2 separate regions of the Zea mays genome follow, and region 1 is linked to region 2. A link is a contact called in public Hi-C data. All regions are on one chromosome and are shown on one strand. The core of a region is the stretch at or near the end of the contact, and the rest is flanking DNA. Distances in the headings are between cores, read along the strand shown. Region 1 holds the start of LOC100273158. Region 2 holds the start of LOC100282640 (protein BRE).

What was found. Hi-C and Micro-C count contacts between places; a contact is called where the count stands out from the background.
Region 1: a Hi-C map of ear shows a contact between it and region 2, with 5 times the contacts expected there. The contact joins the promoter of LOC100273158 here to the promoter of LOC100282640 in region 2. A contact is called at or near these places in 2 of 25 Hi-C or Micro-C datasets (ear and endosperm).

The regions. Positions count from the first base shown.
Region 1 is chr5:63,912,822-63,916,251 of Zm-B73-REFERENCE-NAM-5.0, reverse strand. It overlaps LOC100273158, which reads right to left and starts at 1,928. Exons shown (of 10, transcript NM_001147604.1): 1 at 1,178-1,928. The coding sequence starts at 1,861.
Region 2 is chr5:63,062,230-63,065,562 of Zm-B73-REFERENCE-NAM-5.0, reverse strand. LOC100282640 (protein BRE) reads left to right here and starts at 1,388. Exons shown (of 13, transcript NM_001155548.3): 1 at 1,388-1,651; 2 at 1,712-1,799; 3 at 1,872-2,052; 4 at 2,427-2,517; 5 at 2,794-2,829; 6 at 2,909-3,013. The coding sequence starts at 1,535.

The sequences.
Region 1 (3,430 bases), core at 679-3,178, 850 kb before region 2:
GCGGACGCTTTACCTCCTAATCACGTTTTAGCGTTTAAACGACGCTTAATCGTCGTTTAAACGACGTTTTAATAACCATGGTAGATGCATACCAAAAAAAGAAACCGATTGTTGCACAAGAAAATGAATGACTTGGTATGTGTCCTACAATAGGAAGATGGTCGCTAGATTTCAAAAGAGGCATGAGGAGGGGATCAAAGGTTATGATCCATTAGTGTTGGATGAGTTTGATTGGAATAATGAATGGGTTAATGCATCATCCAAACAAACCAATGAAATTGCAGGCCATGATGGCCTTACTTGGGATCATGTTGACGATGTTATTGGTGCATCAAGCCATCTTCAAGATTGTAGCCTCCCCAGGAGAGCTCATGGTCAACCATTGTACTACACAAGAAGGGTGCGGCAAGTGGAGGATGAAATTGATGTAGAAGAGGAAGATGATCCAAGTATGGGAGAAAGGGATGCGAACAAGATAGTGAATGATGTTGAAGATGTTGATAGTCAAGATAAAGATCACATCAACCATGAAGATGGTGGTGAATATTTCCCTACCAATACAAACAATGACTTGATGGATGAATATGCCTAGAAGGAGAGCACTTGAGAGCTGAGAATTTGAATTTAATGTTGTCATGTGTTCATTTGTGGACTTGTTAGTTTGTGAACTATGTATTAGGGTGCACCGGTCAAAACTATGTTATTTTGTGAATTATGCTATGCATTAGGACTTGATGTCCTATATCATCTATGATCCATCTATAATTCTATCTATAATCTACCTATTATGACCTATATCATTTATCTATTATATTCCATTTTTTATGCTTTTATCCGCCTTACTTATATGTCTATGAAGTCGTCTCGCCTCGTGCCTTAGAGGGTTAAAAGGGGGAAAAGGCTCTAGACCTCCGTAGGTACATTTACTGGTCACGGTGACCTCCTATGCTGTAAAACTTCCAAGTAAATTGAAGCCAGGTCTGAATGACGATGCTAAGCCAGTAAGCAACGCACTACTATGAAATGCAATCTGTTCGCACACTGATGAATGGGTCAATTGTATAGTTAGCACACTGAATGCTAAGCCACCAGAAATGGACTACAGAGCTCATCCATAAGAACATGACAAGGTTCACGAAATTCATCTTGTTCCACAGCCTCAAAACAAGCAAAGTACCTGACAGAGCACATCCATGGGGCTCCCAGCGCCCTCCGGCAGCAGCTTGACCCTGAACTTCTGCACCCCACCCCTGACGTCCTCTGACGTCTCTGCCTTGGGCACGGCCCTCACCACCTTGGGGCTGGCCGCGCTACCCCCACGGCCACCCCTATCGGCAGCTGAGCCAATGGACCTCCCGTAGTCATCAAACAGCGCGGATCCCGAGCCCGGCCTCGGTGCGGTGCCCCTGGACCCGTACGGCTCCGGCGCGTCGCCCCCGTTGTAAGCGTACGCTCCGTCGTCGGACCACCCGCCCGCCGGCTTGGGCGGGTACAGCTCCTGGCCGTACCCGGAGCCAGGGCCAGATCCGTAGCCGTAGCTCCCCGCCCGATCCAGCGACGGGTACGGAGAGGGCACCGGGTTGTGCGGGGACGGCGGCAGCGGCGGCGCCGGCGCCGGCTCGTAGGGGTAGTACGGCTGCGGGGGCGCGGGCGCAGCCGGCGGCGGCGCGTAGTGGGGGAGGTCGGCGGGCGGGTACGCGGGGTACGAAGGCGCGGGGGCGAAGTCCGCGGGGTACGACGAGTACGGGGGCGCAGAAGCCGGGGCGGACACCGACGGGTAGGCGGCGGGAGGCGGCGCGGCCGGGGAGGGATAAGGTGGGTAGTAAGGGGCGTAGTCCCCCGCGCCGGAGGAGGGATGCATAGCTGGCGAAGGGAGGGACCGGATCGGGGAGTCGGTGAGGCGAGGCTGGCTGGGGGGGAAAGACGAGGTCGTCGGAGACGAGACGGGAGGAAGCAGAGGAGGAAGGAGACGAGACGAGCGGTGGTTGGAGCTGGGCCTGCTGGCGCGGTTTTCCGGAATGGACCTCGACAGATGAGTATTTTCGGGTAAGGGTTTTTCCTGTGCGAGAGGAATTGCCTGCAGGCTGCAGGGTATGGATTGAAAGATTGAGCCCCACAGTGATCAGCCGGTGTGCATGTGAGAATAATTGTGTTCATGTGGTTGCGTACGATGTGCTGTGCCTGTGCTGGAATTGTTTGGATGATGCTATGATGCTAATTACAGTTTCAGGTTGGTTACAATTGCCTCTGATTAGCATGAGAAAGTTCTGCAAACTGTTTCAGATTCAGAAGATAGACTGAAATTACCACCGAAAATAAGCAATTGGAATGTCCTGTATTTTCCCTATTGTTGACGCCTTTTTGGACTCAACAAGAACCGTGGCGGTGCCCTCTGCACAGGGGCGGACGGTCCGCGCGCAGGAGCCGGACGGTCCGCGGCCTGGTACGAGGCGCGGTGGTGCTCTCTGCGCAAGGGCGGACTGTCCGCGGCCTGGGGCCGGACGGTCCGCGGCCTGGTGCGCGGCTAAGGCTCCTGCCTGACGGCCGGACGGTCCGCGCCCTGGGGCCGGACGGTCCGCGCGTACGCAGGGACGGCGGGAGATCGCCGACGGCGCCTGGATCTTGCTCCCGGGAGGGACCCCGTCGGGGAGTAGAGATCCTAGGTGGTGTCTAGGCTCGGGTAGACCGACCTAGACTCCTCTAATCGACGTAGAGTCGAGGAGATGCGGAGAATTTGGGGATTGAGAGGCTAAACCTAAACTAGACTAGAACTACTCCTAGGATAAAATGCGAATAAAAGTTGTATTGATTCGATTGTTGATGATTACAAATCGGCCGTAGACCTCTCTATTTATAGAGGAGGGGGGCTGGACCCTTTACACAACTGATTCCGAGCTAATCCCGCGAATATAGCTAACAACCGTAGCACAAAACACGGAACCCTAATCTGTTCTGCGCACGCGCGGACCGTCCGGCCCACAGGCGCGGACCGTCCGGACCGCGGACCGTCCGGCCTCAGGGCCGGACAGTCCGCCGGCTCATTTCTGGTTCGAACATATGCCCCCCTGCCTTTTGGTGGAGCTGGGCGAACCAAAAGCAACTAACTCGATGTGATCACATCGGTTTTCTTAGGCATCTTGCCACATACTAGGATGGTACTGTTTGAGGAAACGCCCATTCAAAGTCTTAGGTAAATCCTTGCCTTGTAATGTTTGTAGTAAATAAGCGTTACCAGACATCACATGTTTCACTTTATAAGGACCCTCCCAGCTTAACGACCATTTCCCGAACTTTCGGTCTTTATTCCTTAGAGGTAGAATGGTCTTCCACACCAAGTCTCCTACTTGGAATGATTTTGCTTTGACCTTCTTGTTGTAGGCCCTGGCTACCATGATCTTGTCCTTTTCTATTGCTCCCAAAGCTATCATCC
Region 2 (3,333 bases), core at 139-2,638:
AAGTGCTAGCTTGACGTTTTACCGGCCATATCACCGTATGTCCGGTATGGCTATAAAGTTTTTAATAATGCTATAAAAATATCGTCTCAGTCTAAATACATTCTAGTGGTCTTAATAGTGTTTATGAATGTCCAGTACTCGATAGGCCCTCGAAAACACCTGGAACGGTTCACGAAAAATGGCGAAAACCTGAAAATTGGCCCGAGAACCGTGGGCACCAAAAATCTACAATAGAAAGTGGGTCAAAGAAAAACGACATGAGGTTCAGTTTCTAGATTGTTATGTTTGACACGTTGGAACAAACAAAAAGCATAGAAATCATAAATTCAAAATAGAAAAAAAAACTAATGATTTGAGCTCCTCACACGTATAGTAAATAAAGAACTCTTATGTGAGGAGAAACTAACTAAAAACATTATGTTTTATTAAAATAAAATTTATCATAGTACAAAATTAAAGAAATAAAAACTACATGATTCATATTCCATGTTCCAAGTTATAATTCGTTTAACTTTTTACCTAAATTTGACCGGCTCGTCTTATTCAAAAAAATTCATAATTTTTGTTATTTTTTGTTGTGATTTTGTTTAGCAAAAGCTTTGAAATTTTTTATTTTTTCGCAAAAAAATAATAGGACGAGCCAATCAAACATGGCAAAAAAGTCAAACAAATCATAATTTGGAATGGAGGGAGTAATAAATAAAAAAACAATATAGTTTATAATAAAAACTACATAATTTATATAACATAAATCAAAACTACATGATTTTCGAAGCAAAAAATTATATAATTCTTTTTTTTTGTTCTTTGAATTTTGGATTTTAGTTTTTTGTATTTCAAATGGTTGAAAAATCAGGTAGCATATGTGTGAACCAACCAAAATGTGTCATGTCGTTAAAAATAGATGATCGATACCAACCAGACCATCGGTACCAACCGGACCATCCGACGTATCGACGATACAAATCGATCGGTACTAGCTCTAACACGGTCGATATCAATCGAATTAGGAGGTTGATAGATCTATCAACCAACCCATCGTTTGAGTCGGTCTGGTTAATATCAATCAGCTCATAGACCATATAGGTAGACAATCTATACTATCCAGGGTTGAAACCAACCACAGACTCACTCGAATGTCACCCCGTATAGTTTTGTGGACCGAACGTAGAGAGATTTTGTATGGCATAATTTTTTATAGATAGTTAATAAAATATACTCTCTGTTTTTTTATTTGTCGTGTTTTAATTTAAAAATAAACTACGAGCAACAAATATTGAGAACGAATGTAGTATTAGAAAGCGCGGATAAGAAAAGATGGATACGGGAACTGCTATGGAGAGATATACTTGGATTGGATGGCATGGTACTCGAGTGAACTTCTTGGCGTGGCCAGTGTGGGTTTAATGGCAAATGGAGTATCATCCGGGCTCTATTTCTAAACCCAAGACTGATCAAGCGAACAAATCATTAATAAAAAGTTTGCTAGTGAGTCGAGAAGAGAGAGAGAGGCGTCCGGAATTCATCGCCAGCGATGTCTCCGTCCGCCGACGCCCCCGGCCCGGCCTCCTCCGCCTCGGCGCCCCCGCTCGCGCCCCTCATCGCCGCGCAGCTCAACTACCTCCTCTCGCACTCCAAGCTGCCCATTAGGGTACCCGCTCTGCCTCGCCTCGCGGCTCGCCGCTCCCTTTCTCACTTCGCTCGCTTGCAGGTGGTACAGATCTGGTCCGGCTGCCGCAACGGTCGCCCTGCCGATCGGTTCAGGCTCGCCATCCCCTTCTGCCTCGACTACGTCCACTGTAACGCACCCTCGCTCTCTCGCTCCAATGGTACTAGGGTTCGAAATCGTAGCTCAGATTCTGGTGCCGCAGGGGATTTCGTGTACAATGCGCTGTCTCCCAAGGTGGCACCAGACGTGGTGTTCGGTCCGGAGGATGAGAGGTTCCAGCCGCTGGTCGATTACGCTGCTGCTGGAAATGGCGATAAGAGCTGCTTGGCGCGTTGGGATTGCCGCGCCCCCGAGGGACTCCATGCGCTCGTACAGGAGCTTCGGTGAGGTTCTTCTTGCTTCACGAGTTGTCTATGCTTATGTTGTGATCTGGTTGGGGTGGTAGTAGTGCTATGTACTGACTGAGGATTGCAAACATGGGGAAAGTGGTTGACTGTGTAACTGTGTTTATGAATAGGGAGTACTGAGTAGGGATGAATGTTGGTGCCTTTGCTTTCCGCCAGAGCCAAGATTGAATGAATGCATGATCTGCCCACCCCTTTTTTAACTATAGTTTGTGTGGCAGGTTTGTGGTTTGGAAGATATTGATATCATGAGATGTTCTTGTTGGTTATGAAAGCACACTGAGATACCCATGTTGCTTTTGTCGTTAAGCTTTCTTTTGATAACTGTTTAATTCTAATTTTGACTGCTGCAGAGAATTGTACATTGAATACCAAAAGGAGCGGGTTCACATGGTGGATGACGCGAGACTAGCGTTTGAACTAAGCACAGTTCTCTCTAAGGAGGTAATGGCTTAACGCACTTCCTCAGTTGCCCATCTGGTGACAATGTGACATTGAGGTATTAGATTGGTATGCCATACGTGCAGATGTATGGTCTAGATAAAAGCAGCTTTTATATGGTGCAGCTGCAGTATGGTGATAAATAGACAGGGTCTTAAGCAGGTGCTGAAGATTGAGTGGCCTGAATGACTTATTACCAACTGCTTTTCCCAATTACCTCAATTTTATTATTGAATACTGTGGTTGAGAAATGATCTTTTGAAATTATCTCATGAACAGGGGATTGAAGTCTGCATGGTACCTTCTGCTGATAGGGTAAGTTTACCAATTTTTACAGTTTTTTTCCTTGTGAAAATTGATATCTACTCTCACCTCATATTGCTGTATTTTGTAGCCAGATGAGGCCAAATTTGCTGTACCACTTCTGGAGTCTGACTTTGACTTTGCCAAACTGGTGCCAGGATGTCCTTGGAGATTACCTCAAAAGATCCATCTCCAGGTTAATCTCTAAAACCACTTGTTCCATGGGCGCAGACATGAGCATTTGATAATAGTAGCACTATTCATGATAAATTGTTGTCTTGTTAATAAATGTTATACCAGGAAACTATCATCTAGTTAGTCCTGCTGAAACTTCACGTTATGACTACAATTTGCAATGCCATAGAAATCTTATAGACCATTTACCTGATAGTGTCTACTTGGCATGTTCTCCAACCAAGCATACACTGAGTAGGATCAAGACGATCACTCTACTATTCTTACCAGCAGTTTCAGAATGTTTCCGTTGACTTTTGTGCACATTACACTGAGTTTGCC